Regions from separate parts of the Sus scrofa genome. Here all the other regions are linked to region 3. The links are chromatin contacts, called in public Hi-C and HiChIP or PLAC-seq maps. All regions are on one chromosome and are shown on one strand. The core of a region is the stretch at or near the end of the contact, and the rest is flanking DNA. Distances in the headings are between cores, read along the strand shown.

Region 1 (4,161 bases), core at 925-3,424, 340 kb before region 3:
TCTGGAGGCACATCCACCATCCTGCACTCCTTGCTTCCTAGGCATGTTCTGAAATCTAATTACCAAATACTTGTTAAAGCTCTCCGTGTAGCCGTTTGATGCAACAAACTTTTTAACTACAAAGCGTTGTTTAATATGGAGGTCCAGCCTGGAGGCTCTGCAGGCTCCAACAAAGCCTAACTCCTTCTTTATGCAAATTAAGCACCATCTGAATCCACCTGGCTAAGGACTGAGCCAGCAGCAAGCTTAGGTCAGGGCTCTGCGGGTGTCCCTGCTACTTCCTCCCACTTCCTCTCTCCTCTTCCACCTCAGTCCTTTCAGTGTGTTCCTGTCAGAAAACCCCACCAGTATAATTTCACATGAATGACCTTCTTGCCACCGGTGTGGTTATCTAACTGGCTTTATGGCAGCTGTACTCACTGTCCAGGGGGAATGACTGTGCAGAGAGGGTTGGCTGTGTTGAGTGGAAAGGAGATAGAAAAAGCTCTCTAGAAGCCACAACTATCTAGAGGCCATAGGAGAGAAGCAGACGCAGAGAGATGGGCAGTAGGATGCTAAAAGAGGGAGGTTCTGGTAGTTTAGCTAAAGGCCTTCCTTATCACCCAGCTCATCTGCATGTCACATTGATGTTCTTACAAGAGAGGATGTAGGCACTAGAGATAGGACTAAATCAGAGATTTGCAGCAGATGTGCAGAAAAGGGCTTACAGATATGCCAAAATGTCTACAGTCTTGATTCTCTTTAGCCCTTGGAGCCGTCTACTAGCTTGGGGGAACGAGTCCCCAGGCCTGTCCCCTCCAACAGCTGGAAACCTAATCAGGGGATTTGAATTCCCTTTGGTTTAACCAAGATGTAGAAAAATATCAACTTTTTTTTTCATGTGATCCGTGATGGGAGAAAAATCAGGAACAACAGGATTAATGACATTCCACGACTTCCTCTACTTTCACTACTTCCTCTCTCACACTTCAAGTTTAAGCTCCATACAACATCCAGGTGGTGTGGCTCCTGCTAAAATGCTCTTCCATGGTTCTAATCCATCCAGAAATGCCCACTATTCTTAGGATAAATCTCTTAATATGACCAACAAAACCTTTTACATCTGTCTCTACATAGACTTTAGGCACATATCTCACCATTTCCCATCACATTCTCTGCTCTGGCCAAGCAAGAACAGTTCCTCCAAGTCATGTGGACTGTCAAATCCAGGTTTTTACACATGACATTCCGTCTGGAACACCACTGTCTACTCTCAACCCCCACCCCTCACATACATACTCTGGGCATCTCCTACTTGTTCATGTGGAAAGGAACCCTACCTACTTTACTCGCCACTAGGTACCCATTGCCTAGGACACCATTTCATTACTTATCAGATAGATAGATGAATGAATGTGTTTCTTTCATACTGGAGAATCAATAGTTATCTTGTTTTTAACCTCTTTTTTTTAAATTCTTTATCAGTATTGGAAATAAAAATAACTCACTGCTCCGAAAGGGTCCCACAATCTCTGAACACATTATAGACATAAACTTTCACAAAATCAGGGCTCTGTTAGCAAAGTAGGGTGGGAAATAAATACTGGGTAAGAAATTACTCATGTTTTCTGCAGTGCTCAGGAGAGGGAACGAAGAAGAGGGAGGAAGTAGTGAAGGAAGGACTACAGCTCAACAGGATTGAGTTCTGCTTATGCCCTGGGCACAGTACTACAAATGAGAGATAGGATAGTGTACAAGACATATGCTTTCTCTTGAGAGAGCTTGGCCTCTGGTTGGGAATCCACACACTTAAACAACCCCACTCTGAAGGAGGTATTAAAAAGAGAAGCATACTTGCCAAGGGCAAGAAGAGCGAGCCCATATAATCTCATCTAGGGGGAAACTCAACACTTCCTTGAGGAAGGGACACCTACACTGAAATCTGAAAGATGACTAGGGGTTGTACAAGCCAAGTGTGAAGAAAAAGAATGTTCTAGGCTATATACCGAAGGCCTGGCTGCCAGAGAAATGATGGGCTCAAAAAACTGACAGGGTATCAGTGTGATGGGAGCATAGACAGTGAGGGGTGTGGTCTGAAGAATCAAACCATTCGTGCCATCTAGGAACATGTTACACACTTGAAGCTTTACCCAAGGGCAAGTGAAAACAAGTACTTTAAGCTGAGGAATGACACAATCAGATACGTTTCATAAGATCACTTTGCACACAGTGTGGAGAGTGTTGGAGAAGGACAAGTAGGGATGTAGGACTCCACACAGAAGGTACTTATGAAACACCAGAGGAGGGTGCCTGAACCACAGTGGCAGCAGTGGGATAAAGGATGGCAGATAGACTGAAGACAGACTTAGAAAACAGAAGCAAGAGGGCTTGATGTTTTAACTAGCAAGAGAAGTGGAAGAGAAGGGAAGAGAAAGACTGGGAAACTTTATACTATTAAAACAATAACTAAGGGAAATGTGCAGTCAGTTCCTACAGTGAGGAAATACAGGGGAATGTGGCAGGTATGGGGGTGAATAATGAGTTCAGTACCCACCACTTAGGTTTGAGGTGACTGAGAAATATCTATATTGAAAAAAGTCACAGCATTTGCCAGGACAGTGGTTCTCAAACTGTGGCTGCAAGGCCAGCAGTCTCAGAATCACCTGGGAACTTGTTAGTAATGTACATTTTCAGGCCTCTCCCCAGATCCGCTAAAGCAGAACTTATGGGGCCCCTGCTCTAGAGGCCATTGTTCTTCTACCCACAATTCACTATTTATCACGTGCTGCTTTTTATGAATATTAGGATGCAATGAGATGTCATGGAAATAATGACACTTGTAATTCAGAAGATGTAGGTTCAAGTCACAAGGCCCACCTTTAAAAGACTTCCAGATGATTATGATGCACTCCCCATTTGAAATCCCCCAGACTTCAGCTAATCTATGATGGACAGAAATAAAAAAGGGGTTGGAGGAAAGGAAAGAAAGTAGGACAAAGAATGTACAAGATCTGCACTACATTCAGAAATTATTCTATTTCCTCTTACTTTGCTGACCAAACTGGATTGATATATCACCTCTAATTGGCTTCGTTTGTATCTCAACCATGGCTCTTTCAATAGGTCTCCATTCTTTCAATTTCTCTTGAGCCAATTTCAGATTAAGACATCTGAAATACATTTTCTAGAGACATCTTAAAACATAGCCTCTTAACTGTCCTCGGGTTAAAAAACTTCAGAAGCCTCAGGGGCCTCCTAAACAAACCCCAAGATCCTTGGCTGTCCACACTTTATACCTGGTGTGACAGCTCACCCACCTACCTTTATCCCCCCTCACACCCCGTGCTCAACCCCCACTGAGTTGGCCATTATTCCCAGAACATGGTTTGGCACTTGCCCACTTTTAGGATGTGCCTGTTACTCTTTCTCCTCCATCCGCATTCTCTCTTCAACTATTGATATTCCACCCAGAGTCCACAAGTCTTCAATGATACTCTCAAGAAGGGACGTGCTAGGGCTGGCCTCTGCACACCTCTTCCTAACTCCTCATTCAGTGACTTCATGTGGGTAGCTTGAAATCAGCCATGGGGTTAGTATTTACATCAAAGAAATGGGCCACCACTACAAATCAGGCTTCCTCCCTCCCATTACAAAGTTCTGGTTGTTAAATATTTACCACTACACCACTGCCAAGAAGGACGGAGCCTGTCCTCCTATGATCCTCTATAGGAGTGACAGACAAATTCTGGAACAAGTCTGGACTGCTGCATCATGTTTTTGCATATAAAGTATTCCTGGCACACAGCCACACCCATTTACTGATGTATGGTCTATTTCTTCTTTGACAGTGCAATGACAGAGTAGAGCAGTTGCAACAGAGACCCCACAAAAAAGCCAGAATTACTATTTGGACCTTTCCGAAAAAGTGTGCCTACCCTCACTCTTTAGCACAATATTGTATATTCACTACTTATCACATACAGCTTTTTATGAGTACTAGGATGCTGGAAATAGTGAGGTGTCCTGGAAATAATACTTGGGATTTAGAAGATGTGGTTCTGGTCTAGAAGATGTGGTGATGAGTCCTGGTGAGTTTACTTAACCTTGATGAATGTGAATTTTTTTTCACCTAAAAAAGAATGCCCTACCTGAGAGCAACATTCTGAAATTAAATATCTGTGG
Region 2 (4,435 bases), core at 840-3,339, 380 kb before region 3:
GACTGACCTCATTTCAGGACTCACTAGCATACTTCCAGCAAAGGTACACTACTAGATCCTCAGAGAAAAAATGCATTTTTCAAAATATAATAGCTATCAAAGGAATGCTTTCTCTCTTCAAGGATAAATTCTGATTATTTTGCCATGGCTCCCCAGAAACACAACAATCCATCCAATAGATCCTGGTCAAATTACTCCTTTATTACTTATAATAAAAGAGAGTTTCTACATGAGTCGTCTGTAAATAACAAAATTCTGAGACTATGTAAAGGTGAGAAAGACATCTGTCTTTTAGATTTTATTATTACTATTTTGACAGAATGCATTTTTAATTGCCATTTTTCCATTTACATAACAAACAAAGATTCAATGTCAAAAACTATAAAAGAGAGAGAGAGGGAAGAAGGGGAGGAAAGAGAGAAAAAAATGTAAAGAGAAAGTTAAAATTGCCTGTTATCCCACAATCTTTGAAAAATCCCATTAATAGTACTTACATGCAGATATTTTTAATCCAAATTGATAATCAGAACATATAATTCTGTTTTATACCTGCTAAAAAGGCCCATTCTTTTAGCATTTCCCTGCCTGTAAGCATATTTCATCTCTGGGCTCAGATTTTTTGAGGTTGAGAAGCTTCCTTCTCACCTAATTGAATCCTTCAAGCTCTAAAACCATAAAACTGAGACATGGCTTTTAAGACTCAGGTTTGTGTTCTTTGAATTTTCCACTGGAAATAAAGATATATTTTTATTTGGATCGGGACTTGAGAACTTGAATCAGAACCAAGGAAACATCCAGGGTCGTCTGTCTCCAGTTTACTTTTTTAAGCATTGCCATTTGATTCTTTTCTCTCCTCAACCTATCACTCTGTATAAGATGAGCACTGTTTCAGCATTTCTCTGAAGCAGAATGATGCCATTGCCTGGAGCCAAGTGAGAGTGCCCTGATGTTTAAGTCAGTGTTGTTATAACAATGAGCATGCAAGCGGAGGAGAATGATGGAAGAGACTACCCTTTACCATGTCTTCTAGTGTTTTTTAACCTATTGGCCCACCTGCGGGAAGGATGGGACTTGAGGAATTATGTTTGTTTACACTAACAACTGTTCTAACGCTTCAGCAGAGGAACGTTTGGAAAGGTTCTCCTTCCCTTTGGAATGTTGGCCAGTCCTGCATCCTTCCCTCCACATGGTACAAAATGTGAACTGCCCACTAACTAGGCTTTTTAGGATCCCTGTATTTCCAGAGCAGTGGCAATGGTCTTCTGTTCTCCTTGACCAGAAGCCATGTGACCGATATTCAAAGGGAATTTCCTCTTTTAGGAAAACACATCTATCTGTGGGACAGTTAAAGAAGGAGGAGCTGGGTGAGTAAGCTTCCACTGATACAAGTTCCGATGCAGCTAGGATGCATGTCCCACGTGAATGGGCAGGGTTAGTGTTCTCCTCATGCTAAAAACCCAATGACAAAGACAACCAGAGGACAGTTCTGGCAATGTTTCCATGAGAGCATGTGAAGCCCTGTAACACCAGACTGGAGGAAAAGAACTGTCAAACCCTGGAGAAAACCACAGGGATTCCTAAAGCTTTTAGCAGGACCCAAAAAAAATTTTTTAAAGGATTAAATCCACCAACCTGTTAAATGAGCTATTCCTCTTATGGGCTGCAATTCATAATTGTTATCCTATTTCTTGGGAATCAGAAACAGATCCTGGTAGCAACCCAGTTAAAACTGAGGAGAAGTAAAATTAAAATGTTGTATCTGGTTTATCTTTTTTTAAGTGAGCAATGAAACAACTGCAAGGCATATACTGCATACTTCACGTCTTGGATCAACAAGGGAGCCACGCCAAATGTCAGATTAAATATTCCACAGCTGAAGTGTTTGCATAACTTTTTGGTGGCTACCATTTAAAGAAAGAAAAACAGTGATGGGCCTTTAAAAAAATATTCCCTTAACTTGACATGCTCACAGTGTACTGCCAGCAATTGCTCTCGACTTGGAAGGCGAAGCCATGCATATCTTGTCCCTGGAGCGACAGTGCCAGCTGGCAAGCGTGTCCCTGTGTTTCCATTCGCCCCAGGAGTGTGAAGCCCCACTGTGCGCCCTGAAGGCCACAGCTGCACGGCTGTATTGTTTAACCATCACTGCTTTGGCTAAGAAGCAAGTCATTTCAATAAGGAATTTCCTGGTTCCTGAAGTGTCTGTCATGTTTCAACAATGAGTTTGCAATGGCTGCGTGTGTTTTCAGTTTGGGTTGGCTCTGTGGGTCTGCCCAGGAAACTGGAGACAGGTCTTTTATTGAAACTAAATAATAAGTCTGAACAAATCAGCTTTATTGTCGTTGGCTCTGGCATGGTCTGGATTAATTTTAGCTTTATATTTCTAAAGGGTTGCTCAAGAGGTGACACTCTTCCATCTCAGGTTATTCAAGGGAAGAGAAGGAACTAACATATTTTACATGCCTACTCAGTGTCAGGTGCTATTCATGCATGATCTTAGGGACTTTTCCTAACCATCTAAGGAACTAGTTCTTTCTCTATTCATTTTACCAATGAGGAAACAGAGGAACTAAGAGGATCATTCACTTGCCAAAGATCATCCAATTAAAATCATAGGTTCTGAAGTCCAATTGCTGTGTTTCATCCCAGATCTGCCACTTACTTTCTTTGACCTTGGGCAAGTCAATTCACTTCTCTGTTCCAACATTCTTCTTTGGAAAATGAGAATAAGAATGGGGATCTTCCACTGAGGATTAAAGAGAATAATGTGTGTAAAGTGATCTCTACATGAGATGGTCAATACATTCAGCCTATATTACCTTACAGGGTAGAGACTGCAACCCAGTGAGGCTCCTTTCCAAGCTGGTGGTATTGCCACCTTCTCACCAGTCTCAGTCAATGCCACTCTTATGCATGGGGAAGGTTTAAGTTAGCACTGATATTCAGGATTCAAAGCTGAAGATGAATCAACATCCTTGTTTTAAAATTATTTTCTCTATTGAGGCAAATAGGACTTGTAGCTCTGGCTCAGGCTCCTAAAAAAAAAGATCTTTCTGAAAAAGGGATCAGAAAGACAGGAGAAATGATGGGAGGAGCACAGGCTGGAGGGATCTTTTGTCTCATTGTCCAGGTAAGTGGCTTGGATTGAGAACTAAAAACTGAAAAGTTCCCATGTTTCCTCCTGACAGCTGATGTCTAGTCTATTCACTGCATTAAAAAGCAGAGCTAAGCTGGTGATGCTATAGCCCAAATTAATCATCACAGAGCCTTCAGCCTGGTGCTCAAACCCCGCCTGGTTGCTTCCTGTGTGCCAGGCTCTTTGCTGGGCCCTGGAATGTAAAGATGGGTAAGACAAGTCCTACCCATCTTTGCAGAGCCCAGACAAGTGATCAAATGATCCTAAACAACACAGGGACCTTTTTTCCAATGAAGCTGTTTAAATTCTGGATCCTCTGAAATCCATTAGAAAGGAAACTTGTGTAGTGCATTAGCTGTCTCATAACTAGGAATTTTTGAAGCTTTGTGAAGAGGCTTAGGTAACTTTATTTAATAATCCTCAATAATAAAGCAAAATCCACAAATAGGAGGGAGGCCCATACTGCAACCAACTCAGTTAATCACTTGGAAGTTTTTCCAGTCTCGCTAGGATTTCTCGGGCATCAGTTGCCGCAGTAACCACCTCCAGGCACTTGGAATCAAGAGACCCTAATATGAGTTTCAGCCTCGCCACTTACAAGCTGTTTGATTTTAGCTAAAATCATTCAACCTGTCTGAGCTATTATTTTTTATCTGTAAAATGGGGAAGATAAATAATATTCAGGCTATAGGTTTATGATCAAAGAGTAAACAGATTAATGTCTTTGAAAGCCCCTTTTATGAACTAAAGAGTTGTAAATACTTATTCTTGTTACTTCCATTCATACTCTCTCTTCCATTCACTTGGGTATATTGTGCATAGTGTGACATTTAGATTATAAGTTTATATAGCTTTTATCAACATTTTATACAGCTTTTAACTTTATAGTTTGACATTTGTGAATATTTCAATAGAGTGTGGAAAATGATAGCATCAGTGAACAATATTTCAGTACCACCTTCAACAGATAAAAAAGAGTACCACCTTCAACAGATAATAATTTTAAACAATTATTTGTGAATTATTTACTTTATGTTAGATATTGTGCTAAATGCTCTGTGTATGTATATGTGTGTAAAATCCCAAACATCCCATTCTCACAACAAATTTATTAGGATATTATTATTTCCACATTACAAATAAAGAAACTGTGGTTCCAAAAGCCTAAGCAACATCTTCAAGGTCAGAAATCTAGTAACCAGTTGAACTGGGATGTGAACTGCTATCTGCCTAACTCCAAAGTACAGGTTCTTAACTACAGTCTATCCTGTGCCTGAAGATGATAAAAATAATCTGAAA
Region 3 (4,449 bases), core at 1,888-4,387:
CAGGAAAGATCTGGTTGGGATTAAATATATTTAATATCCAATAATATTTAATATTTGAATTACAAGAGGATCAATTGCAAAATATCTCCCTTCAAAAACAAACAACACAATTCTATCACTGCTCCGCTTAACATTTACTCTTCCTAAAATGATTACATCTTTTGCACACACACATACACAAATAAGCATCTCATACATGCACACTACATTTCTTTGAGACAAAGTACTTTCTTTGTGAAAGGCTCTTTAATTTTGTTTTCCTTCTTTATTTGCAACCTTTGTAGGATTTTAAAATGAGGTGTTTTAATAGCGCCATCTTGTGGTAATGAACTATTTCAAATTCTTCCACCCAGCATCACCTCCTCCTCCACCTTTTCTTACTTCTGTTTTGTGATCCATTTTTTCATTTGTATTTATTAATCATTCCTCAGCATTAGTGCCACTGAGGATGATAAAGATTTCATCAAAACAAAGTAGGTCATTTTAAAAACAAATAAAGAAGTTCCCGTCGTGGCTGAGTGGTTAACAAACCCGACTAGCATTGATGAGGTTGTAGGTTTGATCCCTGGCCTTGCTCAGTGGGTTAAGGTCCTGGCATTGCCATGAGATGTGGTATGGGTCACAGATGCGGTGCTGATCCTACACTGCTCTGGCTCTAGTGTAGGCTGGTGACTATAGCTCAGATTTCCCCCCCCCTTCCCCCAGCCCAAGAACCACTTTATATGCCATAGGTGTGGCCTTAAAAGACAAAAAGAAAAAAAAATAAAAATAACAAAATAACAAAAAAGGCAATAATGTGATAACAGCAGAACCTGTACATATAAGAATACGCCACTCTTCAGGGGCAAGAAGAGTAACTAAAAAATCAACCAGAGATTAGGAAGAATTTCAAAGTGGGATTTAAAGGAAAAGGCAATCTGATTTAAATGATTTGAGTTGGAGGTTTCCTTTCATATCCGCCACATTTTCTGTCCTGTTGCCAGTCTGAGAGCCAGGCATCTTGGAACAGTACGCAAAGGCTTCCCAGCCACAAACAAAGGAATATTAAGGCCATTGATATTCTTCTCACAGAAGCAGGAACCATAGCCAGGTGCTAAAGGAATTGGTTGTTTATGAAGAAATAATCAAATATTCTTTCCTTTCTTCCTTCCTCATTCTGCTTCCTATCACATAACTACCAGCATCCCTTTCCCCAGGGGCCAGAATGCTACTTGGGAAACTAATAACAATGACATTTTTTCCTAAATCACTTCAGCTCCAAAGATTTGCACATCCATTAGGAGCTTAGGGTCAGTAGCAGATCTGACCAGATAATCATCAAAACAGGTAATTCCAGAGTTCCCGGTTGTGGTTCAGCAGGTTAAGGACCCAGTGTTGTCTCTATGAGGATGCAGGTTCAATCCCTGGCCTTGCTCAGTGGTTGGGGATCTGGTGTTGCCACAAGCTGTGGCATAGGTTGCAGATGTGGCTTAGATCCAGTGTTGCCATGGCTTTGGTATAGGCTGCAGCTGCAGTTCCAATTCAGCCCCTAGCCCTGGAACTTCCATATGCTATAGGTGGAACCATTAAAAAAAGAGAGAGAATCCAATCATCTGTCGATGGACATTTGGGTTGTTTCCATGTCCTGGCTATTGTGAATAGTGCTGTAATGAACATGCGGGTACATGTGTCTCTTTTAAGTGGAGTTTTGTCCGGATAGATGCCCAAGAGTGGGACTGCGGGGTCATATGGAAGTTCTATGTATAGATTTCTAAGGTATCTCCAAACTGTTCTCCATAGTGGCTGTACCAGTTTCCATTCCCACCAACAGTGCAGGAGGGTTCCCTTTTCTCCACAGCCCCTCCAGCTCTTGTTATTTGTGGATTTATTAATGATGGCCATTCTGACTGGTGTGAGATGGTATCTTGGACTTGGAGAAGAGACTTGTGGCTGCCTGATGGGAGGGGGAGGGAGTGGGAGGGATCGGGAGCTTGGGCTTATCAGACATAACTTAGAATAGATTTACAAGGAGATCCTGCTGAATAGCATTGAGAACTTTGTCTAGATACTCATGTTGCAACAGAACAAAGGGTAGGGGAAAAAATGTAATTGTAATGTATACATGTAAGGATAACCAGACCCCCTTGCTGTACAGTGGGAAAATTAAAAAAATTAAAAAAAAAAAAGAGAGAGACAAAAGAAAAAAACAAACAGGTAATTCATATACTCTTTTGAGGATTACATCATTAAATCCATTGGAAACATCATTCAGCCTTTAAAAGTCTTTAATTCTTTCAATTATGAAAAAGACTATTTTGTGGATTCACATGGTGAAAAATGAGAGGGAAGGAGTAAAAACATGAGAATGTTGGCCAGAGAATATCCACTTGTGAGTCTAACTTAGAGTACTGAGGCGGTAAAGGACCTTCCCTGGGCAGAGAGGTCCAAAGGGAAGGTGACCTCCTGATTTAAAGGTCATCAGATACACACACATACATACACACAGGCACACACATTAATACACATGTACTGGAACGAACATCCACTTCATAGGCATAAACATAGGGTTTAAGCCAAGCTTCTTCTATGGAAAGACATTTGTCTTACAGGGCTTCAGAACTGGGACTCAAAAGTTAAGGTGTCAAGTGGAAGACGAAACCGAGAAAAGACAATCTTTGCCTATTGGAGATTGTGATTAACAGCAGAAAAAAGGCTTAGCACTGGCAGATGATAAATGGGAGGGGAGTAAAACAGTGGAGAGAATTAGATACCTGGCTGTGAGAGGGAAGCGGCAACTTGGAGCAACCAAAGGAAGCTCTGAGTGGGCCACAGAAATCATCAAAGCCCAATGTATTATCCTCTGAGTGAGGAGTCCTGGAGGCCTGCCAAATTCAGACATGCAACTCTGCTGGCCTTTCCAGGTCTGAGCGACTCCTAACCAGACTAAGGACTATGACCGAGGAGTGAATTCCTTTTCCTTCCTGGTGACCCTGTATTACTTTCCAGTAAGTTCTCCTCTGGTACAATTGTTCCTTTATCTGCACAGGAAGGGAATTTGTGATTCCTTCTGGAAACAGGAGTGCTATGGATGCCGGGCTCACTCTCTTGGCTGCTGGCTCAGAGTCTGATCATACACAGACCTGGAAGGAAGCCCAATCATGTGTGGACTGTGATGCAACAGCCTGGCTCGCCACCAAGCTGGGTGGCGGCTTTAACTCTCTAGGACCCAGTAGCATTTTGGTGACCTTTAAGCAAAAATCACCATGACTCCAATAGTATAAAACAGAGGACAAATCAAGCCTAGTGCTGGTGTTTCTACATAAAGCTTTATTGGAACACAGCCATGCTCATTTATGTAAGTTCCCCTATTGCTGCTTTCACATAAAAAAAAGTCAGAGTCGAGTAGCTGGGACAGTAACCACTGGCCTGCAAAGCCTAAATTATTTATCATCTGGCCCTTTATGGAAAAAGTTGGCCAACCACTGGTTTAAATGAAGGATCATCAAACAAAGGCAGTGTGGTCTATCAGAAGGACCATGAGAAGGGGACTCCCAAGGTCTGGGTTCTAGCCCTGGTTCTGTTAGAAAACATTTGGCTCTCCAGCTCTGAGTGATCTTAAATGTCTCTTCTAGCTGCAAAAGATACAAAAACTCTGTGATTTAAGCATTTGGCAAAGTACAGGGTTTCAGATGCCAATTTTACTGCCCAATGTTTTCCATTTTCCAAAAAAATGTCATTTTTTTCTGTTTGTAATCCAAGGATTGTGATATTTAAAATCGTTAGATTGGAATCGATACCTTGTGCTTAAAAAAGAAACAAACACACATGCACACACCCACACACCCACACTCACACACATCAGAGCAAACCATCCAGCCCAATAGTATAAGCATAGTGTTTCACATCCAGGCTCCCTGCACTAACCTTCCATGGGAAAGACATACATCTTCTAGGGCCTCATCACTTGCTCAGTGAAAGCTGCTGTGTCTAGGGCCTCACCATCTGTAAAACTATGATCAAAACATCACTATTCGGTTACTACCTAAGACACAGCTGTAGAATTATGGAGAAGAGTTTTTACAAAACTGAGCAATTGTCTGAGTATGTCTCCTGACTGAGGAGTAAAAATGCCTGGTTCACAAAACATTTCACACTTTATAGCACATTTATATGGTGGATGCTATCCTATGCCCTTGTATCCTATACTATCTTTACTTAGTGGTTACTTTATGAGACTTGCAACCATTTTCCAAACATCTCTTGGTCTGAGAAGAACATAACTTAGAGAAGCTGGTTGTAAATGAAGGTTTCCGTCTTTGTCTAGGTTCTTCCCAAAAGTAGAGCCTGAGACAAGATCAATAATTTTGGGAAGTGATTCCAAGGAACAGAAGTAGAGGACTAGGAAGATTTAAACAGAGAAAGAGGGCAAGCCAATCCAAGGCCCCTTCATTGAACTAGTCACTGGGATGG
Region 4 (4,391 bases), core at 1,818-4,317, 460 kb before region 3:
CTGATGACAAAGTCCAGGGTCATGCTTCTATAAGCAATCAGTGCCAAAGATCGCCAGCAAACAACCCAATCACCAGATACTGAGCAAGCGTCTTCAACAGATTCTCCTCTCACAGCCCTTAGAAAGAACCTATCCTGGCAATACCGTGCTCTTGGGTTTCTAGCCTCCAGAAGAAATTTCCATCATTTAAGCCACTCGGTGTGTGTGGTACATTGTTATGGTAGCCCTAGGAAACTAATATCACAGTTAACTAAACTCAATAGAAACATATAATTATTACTAAGCAAATATGAGCTTTTAAAAAGACATCCTGCAGAAAGAAATACATAAAAAGACATAAAGATGCAAAAGCTGAGAAAATATTTTCATTCTGAAAAATGCAAGCTGTCTTTTAAAACTTAGTAGAGAAAGCTCCATTTTGGTTTTGCTCATCATTTTTGGAAGAGAGGGAAGCTGAATTTTTCCGTCAACACCTCACACTGCTTTCCTCTCCGGCCTGGGTGGTGACCACGCGGCTGTCAGCCCTCTTCACACCACTCAGCTGTGGTCAGGCTTGGCCCATGGTGCTGAATTTGGTGTGGCCCTTTCAACAGACTCATTTACTGGCAGATATCCTGCCACCACAGGGAGAATTTTTTGACCAGGTTGTGGCAATTTGCAATAAAAGGATAAACATACGTGGAACTCTCTGTACTTTTTCATTATGGAAATAGTCAATATTTTGTACTTAAATGATACATTGTACTCTTCTCTGAATTGCTCTGCGGGAAGCACTTCAAAATGTGTTATCTAGGTCCCAAAATAGACAGACTGTAATGGCTTCAGATTCACTTTGAAGCTAAAAGGAGATATTGTAGAGCCTTGACCAGCATCATAAGTGGAGTGGTACATTCCTCCATCCTCATATATTAATGATAATAGAACCTAGAATATCTACTCTAAAGAATTCTGAGAGTAAACCTTCTGTCTTCTTTCTTTATTTTTTTTAATGGATGTACCCAAAACATATGGAGGTTCCCAGGCTGAGGGCCGAATCCAAGCTGTAACTACAACCTGTGCTGTAGCTCCAGCAATGAAGAATCCTTTAATCCACTGCACCAGGCCAGGAATCAAACCTTTACCTCTGCAGTGACCCAAGATGCTGTAGTTGGATTCTTAACCTACTGCACCACATCAAGAACTCCAACCTTCTCCTATCTTAATAGAAGGTTTTCACAAACATCCTATGTGGATGTCCATCCTATGCAGATGTCTAATGTAGTCAGAAAAGAGTTGAGTAATAAAGACGACGCTCAGATTAGGGTTGAAATATGCATAGGCCAGATGTAGAACCAACAGTCAGAAAAATTCTTTGGGACAAAAACCAAAGCTGGGACTAAGCAAGAAAATGGGTTGAAGTTAGAGAAACTGTGTGTTTCAAGAGAGAACTAACCAAGGGCCAGATCCTTAGGATTGACTGACTCTTTTACTCATTGATTCTTTCGCTAACCCATTCAGCACCACCAAAACCATGTAAGTGTGGTGAGAAAAATGCATTTGAGCTTTGTCTTCATGTTGGTCTCATAGGACATGGAGAAGAAGCCGTACACAACTACACCATACAGCACAATGTGAAGAAGTATAAGCTGTTACAGGAACTTTATCTTAGTTATGGAAATGCCCTAGATTCTCCTAGACCTTCAGGAACCCATTCTGTTTGCAGTTCACTTCTACCATATCAGTGTCAGTGGGATACAAGGCACATGGAACAGAAATTTCCAGATACCTGGCATATGATAAAGTGTTCTCTAAACTAGAACACTCAATACAATCAAATCTTCCCACGGTGATTTAGAAAGCCAAGTCTTGGAGCCTATTATTGCTCAATATATTTGCTACCTGTTTCTCAATAGGACTTAGTGATTCAATGAAAAGAAAAGTGACATTCTTTGGTTTAAATTTTCCAGGAAAATTTAGAGTTTAATGTTTCCCTCATTCTTCTTATTTATGCTCAGCCAGCTAATCCATCAACAGGTCTTAAGGATTCTCCCTATGAAGCATATCCTAGATCCCCAATGCTCTGCACCTATCCTGCAACTACTCTTCCCTATGATGCCATCATTTTGTACTGGATTACTGTAGCAGCTTCGTAACTGATCTACCTGCTTTCAGTACTACCACACCCTCCCCTCTGCCAGTGCGCTACAAAGTGAGCTTTTGAAAACATAAATCATACCACATCAGCCCCTGTTTCTATGTTACAAATAGCTTCTCATCTAATTAAAACATCCTTCCTGGGCCAGGCAAAGCCCAGTGTGACCTAGTCCCAGCCTGCCTCCCCAATACAGAAGCTTCTCCCTTACCACACTGTCATCCTGTTTCTCCAATATACACATTACCACCTTAGAGCTTTTCTGTTAACTGGTGTCTCTTCTCTTATTTCTCAAATGGATTGCTCTTGCCACTTGGGTCTCAGCTTAGGTGACACCTCTGCATAGAGATTTACCTGACTCCCCAATCCCAAATATTCACCCAGCCATTGTCCCAAGGCCACCTTCTACTTTTCTGCATAGCCCTTAGCACCATCTGCTATCTGTCTTACTCATTTTTTTCCACCTCACAGGTCTGTAAGTTCCATGAGAACAGACACCTTGTTCTATCTTAATCGTGGGTGCCTCCCTAATACTTTGCATGTGACTGGCATTCAAATGCCATTTGCTGAATGACTAAATGTCTTCCTCCTTTTCTATTTGCTAAGGGTGTTGAGTCAGTTTCTTTCAGTTGCAAGGAACATGGTTGTTTAAGTTACTTTCCTTATTGAGAGCATTAGGGGAGAACAGGACACAGCTTTAAGAGCTGTCTAGCCAGGCCACAGGAACTGAAGAGTAATTCAGATGTCACATCCCCAGGAACTTTATAACCTGGACTATCCCTTAGCAGAAGGCATCTTTTGCTCTCTCTTTTAGTGCTGGGAGGCTTACCATCCACTTTGTTTTGAGAGATCCTGCCACTCCTGATGACTCCCTTCCTAAGTAAGGCCCTGATTTAGGACACTGCTGTTGGTGGAGGTGCTGATTCAGAAGGCTTCACGGGCCACTGGCTCACTCCACCCAGGCTTGAGGTTGGTGCTCATCTTCCATAAAAATGGCTGAGGCAGGATGACAGGGGTTGTGTGGGGAAGGGCTCCCCCTATGATCCTCACTCTCCCCAAAGAGGGTTGTGGGCAATACAGCCATTCTGAATCGTCTCAAAAGGAGAAAATATTTTTGTCAAGTAACTCTTGTACTACTGGAAATTCTAAAATATGTAAACATAAAACTGGATGTGGCCAGGGATTAGCTAAACACAAAACTATGGGGCAAATATATTCTGAAGGTTAATCCTGAGTAGGATTAATTTATGATAATTTCCCAAAAAATGTACAATCAAGATATGTATGTTTGGCTAATATTTTATTTTTTTAAATAAGCTGTTTGTAAAAATGCTTAACTATCAATTATAAAATGCCCACCTGCAAAAAAAATGGTTGGCTACATATCTGAAAAAAATGGATATAGAATCGCTGGTAGATTTAAGCAACATTGCTTAATGTGAAGTGTTTTCAGTTTAGGAGAATAGTGCATTTGTTTTTAAATAAAAATTGTATTTCAAGATAACCACAATAGAAGGCAGTTTGGCTCAGCATTTCTCAATAAATTTGCATTGTGAGCAAAATTGTATCTACAAAGAAATTCATTGCACAATGGTTTGTAGTAGCAAAAGTCTAAAAATACCCTAAATTCCTATAAATAAGTGACAGGTTAAGAAAATTATAGTACCTCCATAAAACACAATATGCCCTGCATCTATTGAAAAGAATGTCAATCTATATATGTTGATATTTAAAACAAATTTCAAAATATATTAAGTGGAAAAGCAAGAACAGAAATACAGATACCATTATTATGTGTGTGTGTGGGCGGGAAAGATGGCCTCCAAAGCAAGGACTAGCTGTCTGGGATGGGAACAGAACTACTTTTTAATTTATAAGCTTTTCTAATGTATGATTTTTTTAAACCCCATTCATGAATTGCTTAAAAAAACAGGACCTTATTTACCTATTAATCAAAACACACAGTACTAGTTTTCCATTGACTTTAGAAGAAATCGAGAAGAAATCTGAATATTCAGTACCTCTTTTTAAATTTTTTTATTACTCAGTGAATTTATTACATTTATAGTTGTACAATGATCAGTAGCTCTTATATCAAAAATCAAGTCTGTCAGTACCTAGAGAATTTATTCAGTCTTTGCCATTTTCCCTACTTTGTTTATATAATTTGTAACAGACAGAGCTTAGAAATAGAAAATCCATAACTACAATATAAGGATTAAAAGCATTTGCAATGTAAGAAAGTACTTAGTACCAAAGT
Region 5 (4,278 bases), core at 880-3,379, 440 kb before region 3:
CTTGAGCAGGGGGAAGAGTTCAAGTCTAAAGATGCATGGGTTGGAAGATTCTATACCTATAAAGTCAGAACTTGTACTCCTGGTGGTCCTACCATTGACCAAGGGACTGAAATTTCAGGAAAGTAATAACATAGTGGAAGAATGAGAGTGAGAGAAGAAAGTAGCCACAAGCTGTTGACATAAAAAAAAAATTCCTAGAGACTTATATAATCATCAAACACATAGGAAGACCCTTGCTGGTAGCCTGAAATATGGACCATTCTGCTCCTGTCCTCCAGGAAGCAAACCAACCATCTCTGGATCTTTAATTTTACCCCTACGAATTGTTTGATCAGATTTCACCTGTATAAAACAACTGCAGATTCAGGTGGTAGAGTTTTCCAAAGCAGAAACAAATCTGATTATGTTCATGATGAAAACAAGAGCAAGTGTATTTAAAAGCTAGCTCTTGGGAAACCAACACATCAACTCTCAGTACAAAAAAACAGAGCTGAAAGCAATATCCAAATGACTTACCCAATCACTGTTTCAAGGAAGATTTCTGATGACTCTTCCAATTAGCAACCAACACCTAGTAGTGCACTTTGGGATAGCCATCCATTTCCAATCCAGGAAGATCAGTGGGACATAGAAGATTGAGTTGGTACTCTTAAGTTCTGGCTCAACACCAAGGCTTTGCCTAGATGAGTGGCTAATGGAGAGGTTGGCTTCCTTTTATGATCAGTTACATGTACAAAGCAGTGTGTGCTTGAAATATTGAGGGATGGTGACTGACATTTCATCTCCCAATTTATTAAGATACCACTTTAAATGTTGTCTAAGTGACAGAAACTCAAAAAAAAAAATCATCATAATGAAGATCTCCTGTCTAGAGGGCAGTCAGTGGGATGGGAGTTGCCTCTCACAGCCACTTCTCCCATGTTCGCATTTGGCTTTATTACAGTGGCAAACCAGTCACCCTAAGAAGAGCTGATCTTGTGGCTTGAGATTTTCCAAGCCAGATGTGCAGATGAATGTGCAGATTAGCGATGGGAAAGCATATTTGAAAACCTTTCAAGCCCATTTGAACTTGCGTAGGTTTCACATGCACTCTGCAAGCCCGATGCTTATGAAAGCGTCTGTGTTCTTGGACCGTGGTGCCTGGAGGCCAGTGGATGGGCAGGTATTTCCACACCAAGACACTGAGACGACTGTAGCCCTGGAAAATGAGCACCGCAGCCTCTCCCTCCTCTTCCCACACTTCTGGGCAGAGAATTGGCCCCAGGAAAGTAGAGTGTGATCTGGGACAGCAGGAGGAGGTAGGCAGAGGAGCAGTGACAGCAGAAAGAGCAACGAGGTCAACGCTAATAGCAGAGTAGCAGGAGGGAGGTGATGATCTGGGAAGAGAGGCCAGTCTGACAACCCTGCATTATGCTGTCAAAGGCTAAACTGACTGAGTCTTACTCCCTTTTTGTCTGTGGGAAAGGGCGATTATGTCTGAGCCTGGTTTCCCACACCATTCTCTAGTGATCATACCTCTCCAAATGTTAAGCAGATGAGAGATGACATCAGATGCAAGATATGCAGTTGAGCCCAGAAGGAAGGGGCACAGTAAAGGTAAAATGATGTGTTGTCCGTGCACTACTACATATATTTAGAAATAGAACTTTCTTTAAACCATGCCATGCATATGAAAGGTTCCCTCCAGTTTTCTTGTGTTATCAGAGAGTTGCTCTTGTATGTGACAGTCCAAGGGTGAAGAGCAAAAGTGCACACTTGTGCACCAAGTGCTTACTGCATGAAGGGACAAGCTGTTGGTCTGTCCTGGCCAGCTACTAACTAAAATGGATTTTTCTCAAGAAATGAATACCTTGTATAGAACACAATGTAACTGCCTCTGAACCCCAAATTGGCTGGTGCTGTCAAGTTCTCCCAAGGAAAATGTCAACTGCCAAATTCTCTTCTGCCCAAACACAGATACTTGGTCAAGGCAGGTGGCTATGAACAATGAGAAGGACACCAGGGCTCCATTTCCTTGCTAGCTTCTAACACTTGCAGAATGAGTCAGTGGGTACCCTGTGACTGTCCTCGTTCACTGTTCCTCTCTGAGACGGCTCTGGTGATAAGGTCAATGCAACCACTTTGACTTCATCTCCTTCAGTTCCCTGTTTTTCTCACCCACTCTAGCTCCCCTGGACCTGATGTTCTTTCCTCAACCCTGGCCTTTGCAACTGTATTTCCCATTTCAGGGTTCCCATCCTGAAGCATTAACGCCCTTAGATTCAGTTTTTGCCTGAATGTCACAACTTCAGAAAGTCTTTCCCAGACCAGCTCATCAACTTCCTCCTCCAATCCACTCCCGCCCATCCCTACACATTCTGTTCCCCTACTACATCTAATTTCTATGCAGGCACTTTTAACTACCTTAAAATTATGTAAATCTTTAGTCATTTTGATGTCGTTGCTACATCTGCAACAAAGGTATAGGATCTATAGAGGCATTGGATTTTTCTTTCCTCTTTACTGATTTCTAGTGCCCACCGTGGCAGGGTGGGCAGTAAATATTGGTTGACTGAATGAGTGAATGATATGGGGAAAATATAGTTAACTGGCTTGTTCTCCACCACTCCATTAGGCAGAGGGGGAGATGTGACTCAAACCAGGTCTTCAGATTTCAAATTCCATGCTATTTCCTGTACACAAGGTTGCCTCTATTGCAAAACTCACATTTGGTTTCAATGTTTATTCTAGGGGAAAATAAACTAATCTAGACAGGAATCCTAAGGCCACTGTCACCACTCTCATGATTTGGAAATGCTCTGATGATTTATTATCAGACATTTTATTTTCAAACCCCCTAAAGCTGAAAGCAGCACTTTCCTTAAAAGAGTACAAAGCTAGATACCCAAAACAGTATTTTCTGGAAGGGTGGGAGCTACGAAACCTCATAAACTTGGGATGTTTTCAATTAGCTCCTACTAATGAGTGATATAAAAGGACTCCCAGAGGGCAGATAGGTCATCATCTTGATATCAAGAGAAGAGATTATAGTCTTGATTATAGTATACTGCTCAAATGGCCACCTTATGTATCGATAACAGGAACTTTCCTGAGTCCCCAGTCCTCTAACAGAAAAATCTATCCCTTTGAGATCCGTGGCACTTGCTTTGTACCACTTGTGCATATTCCCCATCACAAGATCCACATATATAAAAGACTACACATAACCTAAAAACCTTATTATGTGCTTATTAAATACATATTAAGCATTCATATTATTAACCAAGTAGTTTTCAAATATAGAAGTGATATATGCTCATCACATAAAATTTATTGTTGCTGAGTTTGTTGTGTTGTGTGCATATATATACATACACCCATTAATGTTTTATAATGTGTGTGTATAATATTCCTAATTAATAGAAATGATACAGAAATCTATCAAAGACTACTTATATACACTGAAGAATATGTATATATATGCAAATTTTTGTGCTTCCTTCATCTCTAGACTGCAAGTTCCTTGCAAATAGAAACCCTATTTCTTTTGTAATGCCTTGGTCCTGATCAAGTGCCTTTTATATTCTGAGAAAATGAATTCAGGTTCACTTTTTACATGGAGGCCATAGGCTAGCACCATGTTAGACATTGTGTCCCATACTCATTCCAACAGGCAGTTGGAAAATAATTACTCCTGAAAGGTAATTTAAAAATTTTTCTCCTTTATATTTTTTGTATACTACTGATGAGATGGGGTTGAGTATAAGGGAAATGTTACAGTACAGCTTTTGTCTCATACACACAAAAACAGTAGATTCTAAAAATTAAGAATTGGGTCTCAATATCTTAAGAAACATGTCTTCATCCTCAGTACATGATAGAATCCTTGTTATCAGGAAGAGTTAAAAAGAAATAAAGAGATAAATCAGTTAACTGTGGTCAGATATTACTCATTGCAATAGACGGATAATAAACAAAAGTTGGAATTCTCAAGTTGATTTGTTTAATATGAGAGGATTAAACTCATTCTCTGGCTATAGAGTAAAGGTGAAGAAGAAATTATACAATTGTCCAATGGATTTGATCAATGTAGACTGTGAACAGGGATTAATCAGTGCAAAGAATGCTTTTCAACAGCAGTGATTTTTAAATTATGTAGAAAATTACTTCAACTCTCTAAAAACTTATTCTGATTACAAATAATCTTATTTCTATTTTTCAGTTCATCATTCTGCAAAATATTTATATTCTTTAAACCCTGCTAAATATGTTTTATATTTAAATAATAGTATGTATTTT
Region 6 (4,269 bases), core at 1,755-4,254, 490 kb before region 3:
TACAACTGATTATAGAAAAAATAGAAAGCCTTAATAGTTCTGCAATCATTCTAGAAATTCGATTAGTACTTAAAAGTCTACCTTCCAAGCAAACAATGTTCACATGCTTGGGGGCTCCCAGACCCTGAGGGGCCCATTTCAGATGAAACCTGAGTGGTGAGGAGTGAACCATGCAAAGACCTGGAGAACAGCATTCCAAATCTAAGGAATGTCAAGTGCAAAAGGTCGAAGACAGTGAGAGGGACAGCAAAAAGACAGAAATAGACTAAAAGGGCCCATTTCAGATACTTGTAAACAGCTAGTATTTATGGAGTTCAACTCCATGCCAATTGCTTTATATACATGATTTTCAATCCTAAAACATCCCATTTTATAGGAGAAGTGATCTCTTTAAGAACATTAAATCCTGTAGCCCATAGGCAAAGACATGATTCCAAGACTTGAAACCAGTCTGACAACTGAGTTTTGAACCATGCGCGCTGTTCCTAAGGAAAAAAGTGCTCCAAACAAATGCCGCTTGGAGGAATGACTCTCCAAGTGTGGGCACTGATCAGCAGCATCAACATCACCTGGAATCCATTAGAAATGCAAATTCTCAATTATCAAACTTATCCCAGAACTACTGATTCAGAAACTCTGAGGATGGAGCCCCACAATCTGTGTTTTAACAAGCCGTCCAGGTGATTCTGAACCTAGGCAACTAGGAAGGCAGGATGCTGTCATGAAAATGGCATGGACTTTGGAGTCAGGTAAACCAGGGTTCCAGTCCCAGTCCTGCCATTTTCAAGTATGTGATCTGCATATCACTTAAAATGCCCTGAGTCTCTTACTTGTAAATTAGAGTACCTACATTTAGGTTTCCATGAGGATTAAAGAAAGTCATGTAAATATTAATGTCAGTGTCTGATATAAAGAGACTACTCAGTGAACATGCTCAATAAATGATTGCTATTATCCCTCTCTTCCATGCCAGGAGACTGTCTTCCCTGAATCTTTCACAGACACTGCACATCCTCACTGTTCCCTGGAGAAGAGGAGTTAGAAGGATAGAAATGTCTGGAGCCCAGAGAAGCAGCTGAGGTTAAGTCCAGGTGAAATATAATAGGGAGCTAGAGTAGAGTGGTGGCTGTGGCCAAGGGGAGAAGAGGAGAGTCCCAGAACTGCTTTTCTGAAAGTGTGGTTAGACCTTGGTGCCTGGTCAGATGTGAGGCGGAGCAAAGCAAAGGGTCAAAGATGAGTCTATGCCTTTAATTTGGCTGCAGGGTCAAGAGTGGTTCCAGTGGGAAAATGGATTCAAGAGCAAGAACAGGTTTGGGGTTATGGTACTGTGTTCATATTTAGGTAAGTGGCTAGAAGTACCTGAAGTAATGCAGAAGTGCTATTCCAGAAAAAAAGTGTGTGTGTGAGAGAGAGACACACAGACTGGAACTCTAATGTCAATGTGACAACCCTATGCTCTTAGTCCTTTGTTATTGAAGTTGCTGTTTCCTGTGGGTATCGATGTGACAGAGAAGGGTGCTACATGCAGCAGGCAGGCCCTTCTGGTAATGCCACGTTCCGCTGATGCCCACAATCACGGTCAGTGCTAATGACACAAAGACACATCATTCTGGAGAGAGAATGTGTGGGAAGGGAATGAAGCTGTCACTAATGAACAGGCTAATGGAACTTGATGAGCAGTGAAAATCAATGAGGCAAAACTGCCTGCCTCAAAAAATAAATGAGGTAGGGATGACGAGTGCCAAACCACAGCTTATCTCAAGGCTGTGCTCCAGACTTTTTCACCCAGTGGGACAAAATTCACACCAATCACATATCATCTCTGGCATGGTCATGAGTTACGGCCATCAGTGCATTCAATTCTATAATATTAATAACAGCACTTCCATGCAGGGCCAGGTACAGAGCAAGACACTAAGCATGAAGTAAGGAAAAAGGTAGACCTTGTCCTGCCCTTCTGGGGTCAACCATTCCTATGCCAAAAATACATGTTAGCTTCTTTACCCATAGACACTGCATGTTTCCTCTTCATCTCATCAGAACTGCCACTCTCATAATCCTCCTTATCACATCATCATCACTATTAATATTATTTTATTACTCAATATGACCCCCAAATTATCTCTATACCTCTTCAGCTGCTTATAACTGCCTATATCTTGAAAGCTTATAATCGCAGTACCCACTTATGAAACTTTATCTGTTATTCAATCTGTTGTCCAGATAGCACAGACTGTGTCTGAGACACTTTCTACCATTTTCTGTAACACTGGAGTGCCCAAGACATCTGGAGCTCAAGCTGTCTTGAGCACAACTCTCAGACTCTCTATGGCCAGACTCCTGTAGGCTTTGAGTACCCCAAAGGGTGCTTGGATCGATAGGAATGAAAGTGTTAACAATCCAGATTTTCCATTCTGGTTTCCACCAAATGAAAAAGAAACATTTCATAGATAACCTGAAAACCTTCTGACCAGAGGTGGATCCTTTAGACATAGACCCTAAAGGATAATCAGTTAATGGAATCAACCTAGCTGACTCAAGTCTTAAATGGTGCCAGACAATGGAGTGTTCTGTATATTCCAAGCCATATATTCTGTTCCTGACTCTGCTTCCTTGGGAGTCAGTGCATTTATCTGGGTCTCTGCTTTCTCACTTGAAAAAATAGTCATATTCAGAGCAAATCATAATATTTCAGTGTTTGGACTTCTCCATAATTTACTCTCTAAGTTCTTTAAATAAAGAGGGCATGAATGAATGCCTAACATTTTCAGGAAGGCATTTCTCCATGCAAAGCTATATCCCACATCAGTGCTCTCATTAGCTTATTTGCATCTGAAGGCTGTAGGCAAGCCGCACAAGGCTACTGCTTCTTGTTCAACAGAAGCAGCCTATGAAAGTCTACCTCCTTCTCATGTTGCATTTGTTGTCCACTATCTATTGATTACTGTCCGCCTCCAGATTCAGGATCATTTACTAGGTAGTTAGCAATCTTATCTATTGACATTTGTGCCCCTGGTTTCAAGGCCACCACTTCTCTTGGCAACCGGCATTGGCACATGCCCAGACCTCTGGGTCCTGCCTGGATTTCTGACTCCATGTTTTGATTAAGCCATTGACTTAACGGTCCCTGGCTCCTGGTGACTTCTCATGCCTGTCCCAGATCTGGGAGACTGCCTCCATTCTCAGACACTTGGTTATCGCAGGTCCCATACCCTAACCTACCTTGACTTGTGTCTATGACTCATGAGTGCCTGCTGTGTAGATAGCATCACGCAGATACAATTATGTGAAATGGTGCTTGACTGGCTTGAAAGAGGTTGTTTACTCAGTTGGACACTGAAAAAGACTTCAATGATAATTACTAAAGCTGTATTCATTCTCGCTATTCTCTGCGTTCTCAAAATCCTGCCAGGAAAAAGGAAAGGAAAGGCAACTTGCTCTGCCTTTCTGTTTAAGGACTCACTCAAAGGAACTCGCTCTGGTTTAGACCTCTGCACAAAGTCTAGCAGCTGCTGCCTTTATCATATGAGGCAACTTGAGCTAAACAAAATGAATTGGAACTAAACATTGTAAGCAAGGGATATTATTTCTGTCATTTTTGGCTGCCACAAAATGTCGAGAAAATTACGAAGTAATAGCTACCACTGTGAAAGAGAATAAGAAATAAAATAAACTTTTTATGCCTCAGGAAAAGCTTTCCATTCCTTCTACTTTTATAGGCCAGCACAAGAGCTTTCTGTGGGTCTTGGCACCCGGCATCCCATAAACAATCATTTGCACACACTAGGAATCCAAATGTGTGCTGTTCCTGGGGTCTGTATCCTTCACCTTGACAGAAACAGAGAAGGAGTTTTAATAAGATTTATTTTATACACAGAAATTGCCTCTTTTGTCAGCAAGAAAGAAATCTAGTTAAATGGATAGTCTTATAAAAAGCAGCGTAAGCATTTTTAAAATTAAATCACACCTTATGAGACTCAACGTTTCTTCTTCTCCCACCTATCCCCAAATTCACCACACAAACTTGGTAGTGAACTTCCTTCTAGTTGCTCAAAGTACTGGCAGGAGCCCATAGAAAGGGAAAAGTTACCATCTAATAAAGCTCTTAAATGTACATTCAAATGCTGTAGAAAACTAAAAAAAAAAAAAAAAAAAAAAAAAAAAAAAAGAAAGAAAAGGCTTCAGGTGGTAGTGCCACATTTAACTTATCTTAAGGTTTTCTTACTTTGCTTCAGGATAGGGTCTGGACAGGGCATTGCTGGGGGTTGA

What was found. Hi-C and Micro-C count contacts between places; a contact is called where the count stands out from the background. HiChIP or PLAC-seq counts read pairs in DNA pulled down with a chosen protein or histone mark.
Region 1: an H3K27ac HiChIP or PLAC-seq map of alveolar macrophages shows a contact between it and region 3. The contact joins two enhancer-like sites. A contact is called at or near these places in 1 of 47 Hi-C or Micro-C datasets (embryonic fibroblasts) and 1 of 2 datasets of contacts at active chromatin or transcription factors (alveolar macrophages).
Region 2: an H3K27ac HiChIP or PLAC-seq map of skeletal muscle shows a contact between it and region 3, with 6 times the contacts expected there. The contact joins two enhancer-like sites. A contact is called at or near these places in 5 of 47 Hi-C or Micro-C datasets (embryonic fibroblasts, heart right ventricle, liver and 2 more) and 2 of 2 datasets of contacts at active chromatin or transcription factors (alveolar macrophages and skeletal muscle).
Region 4: a contact with region 3 is called in an H3K27ac HiChIP or PLAC-seq map of alveolar macrophages. The contact joins two enhancer-like sites. A contact is called at or near these places in 2 of 2 datasets of contacts at active chromatin or transcription factors (alveolar macrophages and skeletal muscle).
Region 5: a contact with region 3 is called in a Hi-C map of liver, with 2.1 times the contacts expected there. The contact joins two enhancer-like sites. A contact is called at or near these places in 5 of 47 Hi-C or Micro-C datasets (embryonic fibroblasts, epiblast stem cells, fetal heart ventricle and 2 more) and 2 of 2 datasets of contacts at active chromatin or transcription factors (alveolar macrophages and skeletal muscle).
Region 6: a contact with region 3 is called in a Hi-C map of liver, with 7 times the contacts expected there. The contact joins two enhancer-like sites. A contact is called at or near these places in 5 of 47 Hi-C or Micro-C datasets (embryonic fibroblasts, liver and skeletal muscle) and 1 of 2 datasets of contacts at active chromatin or transcription factors (alveolar macrophages).

The regions. Positions count from the first base shown.
Region 1 is chr16:45,963,149-45,967,309 of Sscrofa11.1, reverse strand. No RefSeq gene overlaps it. Among named protein-coding and RNA genes, the nearest start is that of CD180, 380 kb to the right of the region's middle. Within about 2 kb of position 2,174, at least 1 of the 83 cell types and tissues checked has an H3K27ac peak or open chromatin away from gene starts, as enhancers often do. A contact at or near this core is called in alveolar macrophages, where this site is marked.
Region 2 is chr16:45,998,890-46,003,324 of Sscrofa11.1, reverse strand. No RefSeq gene overlaps it. Among named protein-coding and RNA genes, the nearest start is that of CD180, 410 kb to the right of the region's middle. Within about 2 kb of position 2,089, at least 16 of the 83 cell types and tissues checked have an H3K27ac peak or open chromatin away from gene starts, as enhancers often do. A contact at or near this core is called in alveolar macrophages, skeletal muscle and subcutaneous adipose tissue, where this site is marked.
Region 3 is chr16:45,621,084-45,625,532 of Sscrofa11.1, reverse strand. No RefSeq gene overlaps it. Among named protein-coding and RNA genes, the nearest start is that of CD180, 35 kb to the right of the region's middle. Within about 2 kb of position 3,137, at least 38 of the 83 cell types and tissues checked have an H3K27ac peak or open chromatin away from gene starts, as enhancers often do. A contact at or near this core is called in alveolar macrophages, liver, skeletal muscle and 1 more, where this site is marked.
Region 4 is chr16:46,080,152-46,084,542 of Sscrofa11.1, reverse strand. No RefSeq gene overlaps it. Among named protein-coding and RNA genes, the nearest start is that of PIK3R1, 350 kb to the left of the region's middle. Within about 2 kb of position 3,067, at least 3 of the 83 cell types and tissues checked have an H3K27ac peak or open chromatin away from gene starts, as enhancers often do. A contact at or near this core is called in alveolar macrophages, where this site is marked.
Region 5 is chr16:46,062,847-46,067,124 of Sscrofa11.1, reverse strand. No RefSeq gene overlaps it. Among named protein-coding and RNA genes, the nearest start is that of PIK3R1, 370 kb to the left of the region's middle. Within about 2 kb of position 2,129, at least 5 of the 83 cell types and tissues checked have an H3K27ac peak or open chromatin away from gene starts, as enhancers often do. A contact at or near this core is called in alveolar macrophages and liver, where this site is marked.
Region 6 is chr16:46,106,301-46,110,569 of Sscrofa11.1, reverse strand. No RefSeq gene overlaps it. Among named protein-coding and RNA genes, the nearest start is that of PIK3R1, 330 kb to the left of the region's middle. Within about 2 kb of position 3,004, at least 7 of the 83 cell types and tissues checked have an H3K27ac peak or open chromatin away from gene starts, as enhancers often do. A contact at or near this core is called in liver, where this site is marked.